Linked DNA regions of Mus musculus: all the other regions are linked to region 1. The links are chromatin contacts, called in public HiChIP or PLAC-seq and Micro-C maps. All regions are on one chromosome and are shown on one strand. Each heading gives the region's core, a stretch centred on a gene start, on an enhancer-like site or on the middle of the called end of the contact. The rest is flanking DNA. Distances are from core to core; before and after follow the strand shown.

Region 1 (2,700 bases), core at 195-2,694:
AGCTTGCAGAGATACTGGGGCCTTTGACCTTGTAATTCTGCAGAGGGTGGTGAGTAAATGCCTACACAAACCCCTCCCATGCCCCTGTTTCTAACCAAGGTTTTGGGGATCTTGAGTTGGAATCTGAGGGTATGTGGGGCAATCAGGCCCAGCAGCATTCCTTCTATCAGCCCCTGTGGCTGAATTGCTGATGGTAAAGAAAGACATTCAAGCAGAAAGCCAATGAGGTGGAACCAAGCCAGCTAGAGGACAAGCTCCTTCTTGCTGCCCACAGCCTTAGACTCTGTAGCTTCCAGTAGGGGAGAAGAGCTGAGAGTGGTCAATAGAAAAATCAAGGTTTGCTGAGCAGCCAGGTGGTGTTCTTGGACCCGGGAAGGGAGGAACTGCATCCTGGAATGATAACCACAGGAGCCTGGGCACCCACTGTGTGTCCTGTCCTAAGCCCTTTTGGTATATCCTCTCATTTAATACTTATAAGCAGGAAGGTATTGTTGATATTTGATAGATGGGGGAAATGTCTCTTATGGTGTTCTGACCCTTGCTCAAGCTCATGTAACTAACACATACAGGAGCATCAAACCCAGGAGCCTCTCTCTCTCTCTCTCTCTCTCTGTGTGTGTGTGTGTGTGTGTGTGTGTTTCTACATCCTCTCTCCAGAAAGGCTCTGTCGACCACTTGATAGCCATGAACACTGAATGTGTGGGAATTATACAAGTCATGGAGAATTGCATCCTCTTGTCCCAATACTGCGTATAAGGCTTCCTTAGACGTGGGGTGTAGTGATATCCATAAGCAGTAACGGCTCCCAGAGCATGAATTCGTCCAGGGAGCTGCATAGTGCATAGATGTGACCAACGATTGCAGAGACACCCTCACTATTCACTATGCCTCTCCTAGAGATTTCCGGAAGGCATTTGGTGACACCCGGGAGACCAACAGAGAGAGGCAGAGTAAAGGCTCAAGAAGCATAAGGTGTGGACATTATGAGGCCTAGCCACTTGTATGGTTTGAGTCTCCATTATCAAAAAGGAGATGGAGGCGAGGAGTCCGTTTTTTCAGGTGGAAAAGCAGAATGCCCTCAGTTGGGGAAGGTGAGGGTATAGGAGCATCTTGGTCCCCAAAGCTTGGGCTTCTTAGCGGGAGCGCGAGCGGGGAATTACTCTAGAGGTGGAATCTGCCGGCCTGGGCGGGGACTGGAGGTTCCTGATCTGCAGGCCCTAGGGTGGCCCGAGGGCGCGGGAGACTCAGCTGTGTCCGGACCGGAGCCTGCTGCCAGCAGGTGGGGCGCGGGGCGGGGCTCCGCCCCCTGGCCCCTCCTCGTTGGTCCGCAGCCGCCCAGTCCCGACCCTTTTCCAGAGCCAGAGCGCGATTGGTGGCGGCGCTTGTCGCTCGGAGGGGGCCGGGCCGCTCTGCTTCGCTCCTCTGGTCGCAGCCACAGCCGCGGTTCTCCTGAGCGGCGAGCGGAGGGCTGGTGGCATCTCCCAGGCAGCCAGCACTGGAGATGGAAAGCAACGCGGCTGGGCCCTGGCAGTGACAAAGTTTCCCAGCCCTGCAGGTCTCGTCTCGCCACTGCCGGCCACCCGTGACCGCCTAGGGAAAAGCTCGGGGATTTTGAATTTGCGGGGGAAAAGCCCAAAACAAAAATCTAGACCCACCTCGTTTTCTTTGTGGAGCTCTTTCTCAGGGTGGCCAGCGGCCGGAGCTGCAAAGTTGTGCGCCGCAGCTCACACTGCCAGGAGACCCGCCTTTGGAGAGACTTAGGTGCTGGCGCACCCAGAGACCCCAGACGTGCCAAGGGGGTTGAGCGCGGGGGAGTTTGGGGTGTACAGCGAGGAGGGGCCCCGGGTGCTCTATATGGAGGAAGGACCCCAGAATGGTGTGTACCAGGAAGACCAAAACTTTGGTGTCCACTTGCGTGATCCTAAGCGGCATGACCAACATCATATGCCTGCTGTACGTGGGCTGGGTCACCAACTACATCGCCAGCGTGTATGTGCGGGGGCAGGAGCCAGTGCCCGACAAGAAGCTGGAGGAAGATAAAGGGGACACCCTGAAAATTATCGAGCGGCTGGACCACTTGGAGAATGTCATCAAACAGCATATCCAAGGTACAGGCGTCCTGAGAAACTTGAGCCAGGCGCGAGGCCCGGGAGTGCCCAGTGTGTTCTGCTTGTGGGATGCGCTGGGGCCAATGCGTAGGAGACCAGCGATTGCAGGGAGGGCTATAGGTTGGCAGCTACGTGGTTGGAGGGATTGCAAGGACTGGTGTCCTGGATCTTTTGTGTCTGCCGCCCTGTGAGTCTTCCCTGTGTACGCGTGTGCACAGGTGGTGTGTGTGTGTGTGTGTGTGTGTGTGTGTGTGTGTGTGTGTGTGTGTCTGTGTGTGTGTGTGTGTAGCTTGCTGTCAGTATGGGGACGCGATGTGCACGTGTCCAAACGTGCGTATGATTCCAGGGTGCTCCTTTCCAGGATCGCAGGATCTCACACTAGTCCGGGAGTGTGTCTGACTGGATGTTTGTGCTTCCAAGAGAGAATGTGAGGGCAAAAGAGCTTATTTGCCGGGCTTGTAAGGGACAAGAGAAATGCCTTGTATGACTCTAACTGTGGGTTTTAAGGAGCAGCAAGCTTCAAGACAAATGCGGAGTAGAAAATTACATCGGCCCAGTATTGGCTCCAGCCTCAGTCAGTCTCAGTAGGACT
Region 2 (2,700 bases), core at 72-2,571, 410 kb after region 1:
TCACATGGTTGTATGTCCACTGACACAAGTCCCCAGTGATGTTCTGTGTGACAGACAGACTGTAACGCTGTTTCTCAAACCATGTAACATGAGCTAATGCATACAAACTTCTACTCAGTTCCTGATCTGTGGCATGGATGTGATCATATTACCTGTAGCTATGGGAGCCCAGGAGAAAAGCCACAAGGAAAACATAACTCTAGGCACATTCAGAAACCCCAGCAGTGGGCACAATTCATTCTCAGGCCTTGCCAGGGTCTTCCTGGGAGCCAGGCCAGGTCTGTATGTACTCCCACAGCTTCTTGTCACAGCAAATCAAAAAATGACTTTGTCTGTCCTTAGATTCCTCATGGCAGAAATCTTGCCTGTTTATTTACTGCAGTCGTAGGGCCTAGCCTTGTTTCTCTTGTGTTCTTTTATTCTGGTACAGTTGGGAGGGTGTGGATACAGGACAGAGCACATACATTCTCTTGCTGTATTTGGAGATGTAGTCATAAGGCAAGGGAAGGAATCCAAAATGTGTCCTGAGGAGATCTAGCAGCTGATGGTCAATCTATGAATGCTCCTTTCTGCCTCCCCAGGCTTATTACAATACATTCTGCATGGCTGTAATGTTATGTCATTTTGTTTTCTGCAACTCAGTGGTAGAGCATATCCATCAAAGGCCAGTTCTTCTCTGTGTTTGAACAAGAGAAAGACCATAGTGATGCTCTGGGAAGATCTTATGCTATGAGTTTAGAGGACCACATTTTAGCCCTGTGTTGTCATTGAGTCTCTGTGTCACCTTGCACTATAACTAGGACCCCAAGACACACTTGACTCACAGCAATTGAAACACTGGGATGTTCACTGAATCCCAGGAAGTAGTAGCTAGCTTACCTGTATACCTTACTGACTCAGGCCTAGGTCCCATAGAATAGTACTCTCATGTAGCATATCCCAGAGAAAGCTAAGGAGGACACCTCTCCCACGGTGGGCCTGAGGCTACCGAGACTGGTAAGTTGTACGGTGATGGTGAGAAGTGCGGATCAAGCTGCAGCCACTGCCAGGCAGGCCACACCGGGAATAACTGTGACAGTAGAACTGCCATGAACTTGGGGAAAGAGCTGGGCTCAGAGATGCAGCCAAGAGAGGCCAAGAAGAAGACTTACTGATGACTCAGTCTCTGAGAATCCACCTTGGTCGTAATTCCCTGCAATTAGAAGCTTGAAAATCCCCCATCTTCCAGCTCTTAAGTGGAGTTCCGGCTGTTTCTATTCCTGGAGCCAAATGGCTGCTGACTAAGTCATCTTCTCATACCAGATGCCAACAGAACAAAACCTTAGCCAATAAGAGGGCTCCACTCATGACAGCTTCATCTGTTTCAAAGACCTCTGTCTTCACCCATCTGTATTAGTCAGCATTCCATCACATAAGGAATTGCCTGAAGTAACCAACTTACAGAGAGAAAAAGTTTATTTAGGTTAATAGTTCTGGAAGCTTTAGGATATGATTGATTGTCCCTGTCACCCTGGGCCTGGGGCAAAGTAGTAAATTGTGGTGGGAGTATATGGGAGCAGAAAACACCACAGCTGGGAAGCCAAAGAAAACTAGAGAAGGGCGGGGCTGGAATCCCAGCATCCTATTCCAGAGTACACTCCCAATGACCTAAGGATGTCCCACTGGACACCACCCCTTAAAGTTCCATGATCTCCCAAAGGCACCATGTTGAGGACCAAGCCCTTATCACATGGACTTCGGCACATACATTCCTGGCAATATCAATATTTTTATTTGACTGCACTAGATCAGAGAAAGGGGCACCTTAGTGTTTCATTATGCAAATGAGGAATCAGATCTAGTGAGGGATGAGTATGGAGTCGCCCAAGGCCTCAGAAGTGCACGTTAGCCTGGCCGTACTCTAGAGGGTCTCTGTGGTGACCTCACAAGGCCCCCTTTCTACAGTGAGATCTATACCTTGAGCCGAAGCTGGTACAAAGTCAAGGTTCTTCGTGGAATTCTACTGTAGAGCAGTCTCAGTTCTTGTGGCAAGTGCCCAGAAAGCATCATGGGAGGAGCCATGGCTGCTGGACTGTGGATGCAGGGGGAAGGAAAGGGAAACAAGCAGTCCTGTCGACTAGGAAACTAGACATGTTCCAGAGGCCCACCAAGCCCCACCCAGCTCCCATGCATGCCCAGAATGAGCACTGCAGCCAAGTGGTTACCCTTTCAAAGCCAGAAGAGAGACCCTGTTGGATGGGACTCACCTTGATGAGTAGTCACGAATACCAGCAGATCCTGTGAAATGTGAGCACCGAGAGAAGTGAGTCCCCAGAAGCATCATCTTGGAAACCAAGAGCCTAAAGTGGCTGAGGAGGTAATTCCAAAGACTTTTCCATTTTCCTAAACTTGCCACCAGAAGAAAACTAAAAGATGACTTCTTGAGGATGCATTCCTGTGAGTGCAAAGCCATGGAGTCTGGAGTTATTTGAACTACATGAAATGTGTACTGTTCAGCTTTGGTGGTCTCTATGGCTACTAAGCCATGGCATGGCACTAAGCAGGCTTGTAACAGAGATTGATGTGGGTTGGCTTAAAGTGCTATTATCCCATTTCTCAGATGGGACATTGGACCTCAAGACCCTGAGGTCAATTACATGGCCCTCTCTCCAGAAACTGGATTCAGGTAGCATGGCTCCACCTTTGGTCCACAGTTGATGC
Region 3 (2,700 bases), core at 28-2,527, 370 kb after region 1:
TAGCAATGAACACTGTGGAAGTTTAATCCTGTCTCCAAAACACAAGCAAAAGAATTTGTAGTTGAGTCTCCATCTTAGTTAGCCTCGGTTTTTAAAACTGCACATGAAGAAGAAAGGGGCAGTTGCATATAGTGTCTGATTCTCTAGGAATAAAGATGTCAGGGAAAGTAGGTGGCTCCTCTTGGCTGCAGCCTCCCTCCATTCATGTGAGAGAAAAGACTTCCTCTGAAGCCAGAGATCCCCACCTGCAAGCATTCAGTGTCTGAGAAATATACTAACACACACACACACACACACACACACTCAAATAACAAGAGAAAAATAAGCCACTGTTACACAAGTCTATGTGTATGTTCCTTGCATCTACTGGCATCAGAATTCTCTTAGACACTTAGAGACAGAGAGGTCTCTGGCTCACTTATCCCAGAGTGAAACTGTTGGTGCCTTGAGCCTCATTAGTGCTTTGTACACACACCTCCTATGGCCCATCTAGGACCTAGTTATCAAATAGCTACTATGTGTCAATCACTGTGCTGGGCTCTGGACAATTGAGAGAAAGGAATAGCTAAATCTCTCATGCTTTCATTCACACACTCTGCTCCAATGTCTTTTTCCCAACTCGGTTCCTTCCTCACTGCCTGTGCCCTAGGTGTTCCTGGAAAGAGCATGCCTTCACTTTCCCCCTCTTTTTGGTTACTGGCCCTTGTTCCTGGAAAGAGCATGCCTTCACATTCCTCCTCTTTTTGGTTACTGGCCCTTGTTCCTGGAAAGAGCATGCCTTCACTTTCCTCCTCTTTTTGGTTACTGGCCCTTCTCCATGACCAAGCTGTCTCCAGGAAGAAGCAGCAGATTTCTTCTTCCATTTCATATTTCAACTTCCTTTTCTTTTAGCATGAAACCAACCAAAACCACCCAATCCCAAACACAGCTATTGTCCTCAGATCTATGTAAAGTGTGTTCTCTCTACCACATACCCTTGTATGTTCAACTGCTTGCCTCCCCTTCCTCCTTTCTTCCTTGCCCCCCCCCTTTCCTTCTTCCTCTCCCTCTCTCATTTTTTTCCAGTCTCTCATCCAGGTTTCCCACTCATTCATTCACTCATTTTTTTATTTATTAAGCAGTTGCTATGAAGGAGACATTGAACTAGGTACCAGGAATGCTGAGATGAATGAATACAGGTCCAGAGCTGTCTGAGCCCCCACAGTCTCATGTGGGCAGTGAAGACCTTTATAAATGTTTATAAGAGTGGGAAGGGAGCAGTCCCAGGGAAATGACACAGTTTCGAGTAGTGTGTGGGAAGTTAGCATTGACATTTGAACTGAATTTTGAAGATAAAGAAAAGGGGGGAAAGGCCACCCGGAGGAAATGACTCGGTGGCTTAAAATAACAGGACATAAATAAAAAAGCAAATGTCAAAAGCCCAGTGCAATGATCTTTTCAATAAAGTCTATGAGGGAAACCGGATGTCCATATTCAGAAGGGTCAAACTAGACTGCAAGTCTCTCACCACACACATTCTCTTTCTTTCTCTCTCTCTCTCTCTCTCTCTCTCTCTCTCTCTCTCTCTCTCTCTCGCACACACACACACACACACACACACACACACACACACACATGTACACACATGTGCACACATACACATACCAATTCAAAATGGATTTTGGACTGAAGGCTAAGCCCTGAGACTATGCAGGCCAGCAGAAACCAAAGGAAATGTTGGAGAAAGACAGTGTGGGGGTGAGGAGATGCGTTTCTTGGGTAGAACTTGGTTGCACAGGAAACTAAACACTATGAGCCTGAACAGAGCTAGGAGAGCAGCATGGAAGAAGCTGTCTGGCACTCCCTGCCTGACAAGGGACTAAAATCAGAGCATGCAAGAAACAAAGAGAAATTCTGGCAGCTAAACACCAAAGGGTCAGATTTTAAAAACAGGCACGTGATATAAATGGACTTTCCTCACTTTTCCTCTAAGGAAAACACAAAAATAGCCAAGAAATTGATGGGGAAAGCATTGCTAATTGGGAAAATGCAAATTTAAGCCATGAGAAGATCCCATCTCAGCCCTGCCAGCAGGGATGTGATCAAGAAGATAAAAACAGTAAACAGTAGCCAGGCTGTGAGAAGGGGGACCATGACTCCCTTGATGCAAATGTGCATTAGTACAGCCATGACTGAGAACAGCATGGGACGATTATCCTCAAACACTTCCCGTAGAACCACCATATGATCCAGCAATCTGACTCCAAAGTGTATTTAGAAAGAAATGGCAGTGAAAGCATTAGAGATGAATACACTCTTATTTACTGCAGAACTGGTTTGCAGCAGCCAGCATATGTCATCATATCAGCCAAAATGTCCATCAGTGAAAGAACAGATAAAGAAAATGTGGTATAGATACACAAATGGAATATTATTCAGCCATTTGCTATAATGTGGGTGGGAACTGCAAAACATGCTAAGTTCAGTAAGTCAAGCAAACATCATATACATTCATAGACTCATACACAGGCACTAAAAGGATCGATTCTATAGAGGAGAAGAGAATAGAGTCTATCAGAGGTTGGGAAGGGCAGGCGGGAATGAGGGTGACTACAATGGAAGAAGGGAAGCGTTAGGAAAAGGATACAGTCCGATCTGAGGAATTCTAGTGAGTGTGTCCCATAGCACTCGCACAGTGGGGTGACTACTGTTAACAGTGAT
Region 4 (2,700 bases), core at 85-2,584, 480 kb after region 1:
CCCTGCTCCCCAACCCACCCACCCCTGCTTCCTGGCCCTGGCATTCCCCTGTACTGGGGCATATAATCTTCAAAAGACCAAGGACCTCTCCTCCCATTGATGGCCGACTAGGCCATCCTCTGCTACATATGCAACTAGAGACACAAGCTCTGAGAGATACTGTTAGTTCATATTGTTGTTCTACCTATAGGGTTGCAGACCCCTTTAGCTCCTTGGGTACTTTCTCTAGCTCCTTCTTAGGGGCCCTGTGTTCCATCCAGTAGATGACTGTGAGCATCCACTTCTGTATTTGCCGGGCACTGGCATAGCCTCACAAGAGATAGCACACCCTAAGGTCCTGGAAGTAAAGATTTCAATAAACCTTTTTGGATAACACAACTCAACTTTCCAGAGAGCAATAGAGGCATCTTCAAAGAACTGTGTTGTGAAAGACTTAATCCACATGGGTTCACAGAACAGAACTAAGAATTTGGATGGGAATGGGGTGGGGAGATGGCTCAATAAATAAAGTGCTTGCTCTGCAAGCATGGGGGGCTGCGTTCAGATCCCCAGCATCCTGCAGCATGTATCTGTGACCTCCGGGTTCTAGGGACCAAACGGCAGATCCCAAAGGTTCACTGGCTAGTCAGGCTAGCTAAGCAATCTCTGGATGGATGAGACCTTGTCTCAAAACCAAGGTGGAGAGCAACTAAGGAAAGCATCCAGTATCACCCTCCGACCTACACACACACACACATACACACACAATAGGAGGGATTACAAAATGTACAATAGGAAGATACAAAACGTAGCTACTTATAAAGATGATTCTAAAATGCAAACTGAAACAACTGTGCCCCCACCCTAAAGCTGAGCCAGAGAAAGCACAGGGTAGTAGTGGAGACGGTCTTTGGTCTCTGTTCCCTAGGAAAGCGATGGAGCTACATGGCCTCCTCCTGCTCTCCTCAACCTGATTCTCCTGTTCTCTGGCATAAGGGAGCCATTTTTAACCGTGCTGATTTTTAAGCTGCTGTTTCCAAAAGTTGATGTAAGAAGATGAGCTTGGAGATAGTGCCGGCTGCTGTGAGAAATGGAGCGTGAATCGTGGGTTCAGGAAATGAATATAAATTCAGCAGCTATTTTAATTTTTAATTGGAAAAAAAAAAGCCCATCCCAGCTGGAAAGAATAGAACAAGTATGTTCCATGCACAACACTATAGAAAGTATTTGCTAGCACTTCGTGTTGCCTGCCTCTGCCATCCCCACAATGGGGATGGAAGGATGTGTATAGGGGCAGCTGCCATTGCTGCCTGACTCCCTGGATAATAGAGGTCATGGTTTATGGGCACATGCTATTCTGCTCCAGGCGAGGCCTCATTGGTATGCAGGCATGGAAACCCAGCTGCTGGCCCCACACACTGATCAGATTTAGAAACTTAGTAATAATGTAAAAATGTCCCATATTTTTCTGGGAAGTTTCGCAATCAACTGGAGCAGGTGGGAACAGAAATGGGTCATGAGGACTGGCATTTACTAGGCACCTGCTGTGTGCTGGGCATTACTCAGTGAGTCACAGGAGCTTCCAATTCTGCCTAAGAAGGGGTTGGTACAGGTACATGTTGTACATGTGCCAGCATATGGCAATCTCCATGGAAACTGAAGGAAAAGGGAAGAAGCATAAAGTACTTGAAGAAAAGAAAGCAAAGATAGATCAAAGGTGCATGAAGGCCAAGCAGGAAAAGCAGCTTTCATCCATGGTGAATTAGGCAACCTCCTTGGGAGCCTTGCCTCCAGCAGGTGTAACTAATCTGGACAAGACTCGGGGTCAATGGAGATCAGAGACACAAGATGCCTGAAACTGAGGCTTGAGATGGATGAATGTTGAAAGAGCTGAGAGGATGGTAATTCTTGTCTATCGTGGGAGTCTCCCCAAGGCAGGTGGACTCCTCTGGGTATTTAGTTGTCTCTGCCGAGGGTTGTGATGCATCCAGAGCCCTGGCTGTGTTATTTCCACCTGCTTTATATTTACCAATATGATGCTGGGAGACAATCAGAGAGATTGTTCACAAAGCAGTTTCCTAAATCTCACCCTCAGAGATATGAGAGAAAAAGAGAGAGAGAGAGAGAGAGAGAGAGAGAGAGAGAGAGAGAGAGAGAGAGAGAGAGAGAGAGAAAGAGAGAAGAAGAAGAAGAAGAAGAAGGAGGAGGAGGAGGAGGAGGAGGAGGAAGAGGAGGAAGGAAGGAAGGAAGGAAGGAAGGAAGGAAGGAAGGAAGGAAGGAAGGAAGGAAGGAAAAAGGATGTCTTTAGTGGCCGCTGGAGATGTACATCATAAGATGGAAGGCAGGGGTGTCAGAGATGTTCAGCTTCCAGAGAACTTAGAAGCACTTTGGGCTATGCCTAATTCTCTCCATGACTGTTCTCTCTTTCACAGATTAGTTTGAATTACACCGTAACTTCCCAGATGCTTTCCCATTAAAATGAAACGTGGATGTTTGTAAAATATCCACCACTAGGAAGACTGTAGGCACAATGGGCACAAAGTCCTGCCCTGGTTGAAACCTACACCAAACCTGGGAGGCAATATTTGTTGTTGTCTGATGTATAATGAAATGGGGCTCAGAGATTAAGCAAGTCCATTCAGTGTTACTGTGGCCTCTGGATATAATTTGGTCTTTCTCTCAAACCCACCCTTCCCCACAGTAGACCTTTGGAAGAAGGAG

Evidence for each region. Hi-C and Micro-C count contacts between places; a contact is called where the count stands out from the background. HiChIP or PLAC-seq counts read pairs in DNA pulled down with a chosen protein or histone mark.
Region 2: a Micro-C map of muscle stem cells shows a contact between it and region 1, with 4 times the contacts expected there. The contact joins the enhancer-like site here to the promoter of Galnt18 in region 1. A contact is called at or near these places in 6 of 39 promoter capture datasets (the 3T3-L1 cell line, 3T3-L1-derived adipocytes, hematopoietic stem and progenitor cells and 2 more), 1 of 15 datasets of contacts at CTCF or cohesin (the NIH/3T3 cell line), 3 of 484 Hi-C or Micro-C datasets (forebrain, muscle stem cells and myocytes) and 4 of 115 datasets of contacts at active chromatin or transcription factors (the NIH/3T3 cell line, embryonic basal ganglia, embryonic forebrain and 1 more).
Region 3: a contact with region 1 is called in an H3K4me3 HiChIP or PLAC-seq map of embryonic forebrain, with 4 times the contacts expected there. The contact joins the enhancer-like site here to the promoter of Galnt18 in region 1. A contact is called at or near these places in 4 of 39 promoter capture datasets (the 3T3-L1 cell line, 3T3-L1-derived adipocytes and hippocampal neurons) and 3 of 115 datasets of contacts at active chromatin or transcription factors (embryonic forebrain, embryonic limb bud and forebrain).
Region 4: an H3K27ac HiChIP or PLAC-seq map of VIP interneurons shows a contact between it and region 1, with 6 times the contacts expected there. The contact joins the enhancer-like site here to the promoter of Galnt18 in region 1. A contact is called at or near these places in 3 of 39 promoter capture datasets (the 3T3-L1 cell line, cranial neural crest and frontonasal cranial neural crest), 1 of 484 Hi-C or Micro-C datasets (cerebral cortex), 4 of 115 datasets of contacts at active chromatin or transcription factors (SST interneurons, VIP interneurons, embryonic forebrain and 1 more) and 1 of 9 other capture datasets (embryonic stem cells).

The regions. Positions count from the first base shown.
Region 1 is chr7:111,778,721-111,781,420 of GRCm38.p6, reverse strand. It overlaps Galnt18 (polypeptide N-acetylgalactosaminyltransferase 18), which reads left to right and starts at 1,444. Exons shown (of 11, transcript NM_001360903.1): 1 at 1,444-2,108. The coding sequence starts at 1,874.
Region 2 is chr7:111,366,057-111,368,756 of GRCm38.p6, reverse strand. No RefSeq gene overlaps it. Among named protein-coding and RNA genes, the nearest start is that of Gm33145, 82 kb to the right of the region's middle. Within about 2 kb of position 1,321, at least 44 of the 459 cell types and tissues checked have an H3K27ac peak or open chromatin away from gene starts, as enhancers often do. A contact at or near this core is called in muscle stem cells and myocytes, where this site is marked.
Region 3 is chr7:111,412,593-111,415,292 of GRCm38.p6, reverse strand. No RefSeq gene overlaps it. Among named protein-coding and RNA genes, the nearest start is that of Gm33145, 130 kb to the right of the region's middle. Within about 2 kb of position 1,277, at least 3 of the 459 cell types and tissues checked have an H3K27ac peak or open chromatin away from gene starts, as enhancers often do.
Region 4 is chr7:111,296,060-111,298,759 of GRCm38.p6, reverse strand. No RefSeq gene overlaps it. Among named protein-coding and RNA genes, the nearest start is that of Gm33145, 12 kb to the right of the region's middle. Within about 2 kb of position 1,334, at least 18 of the 459 cell types and tissues checked have an H3K27ac peak or open chromatin away from gene starts, as enhancers often do. A contact at or near this core is called in SST interneurons, VIP interneurons and cerebral cortex, where this site is marked.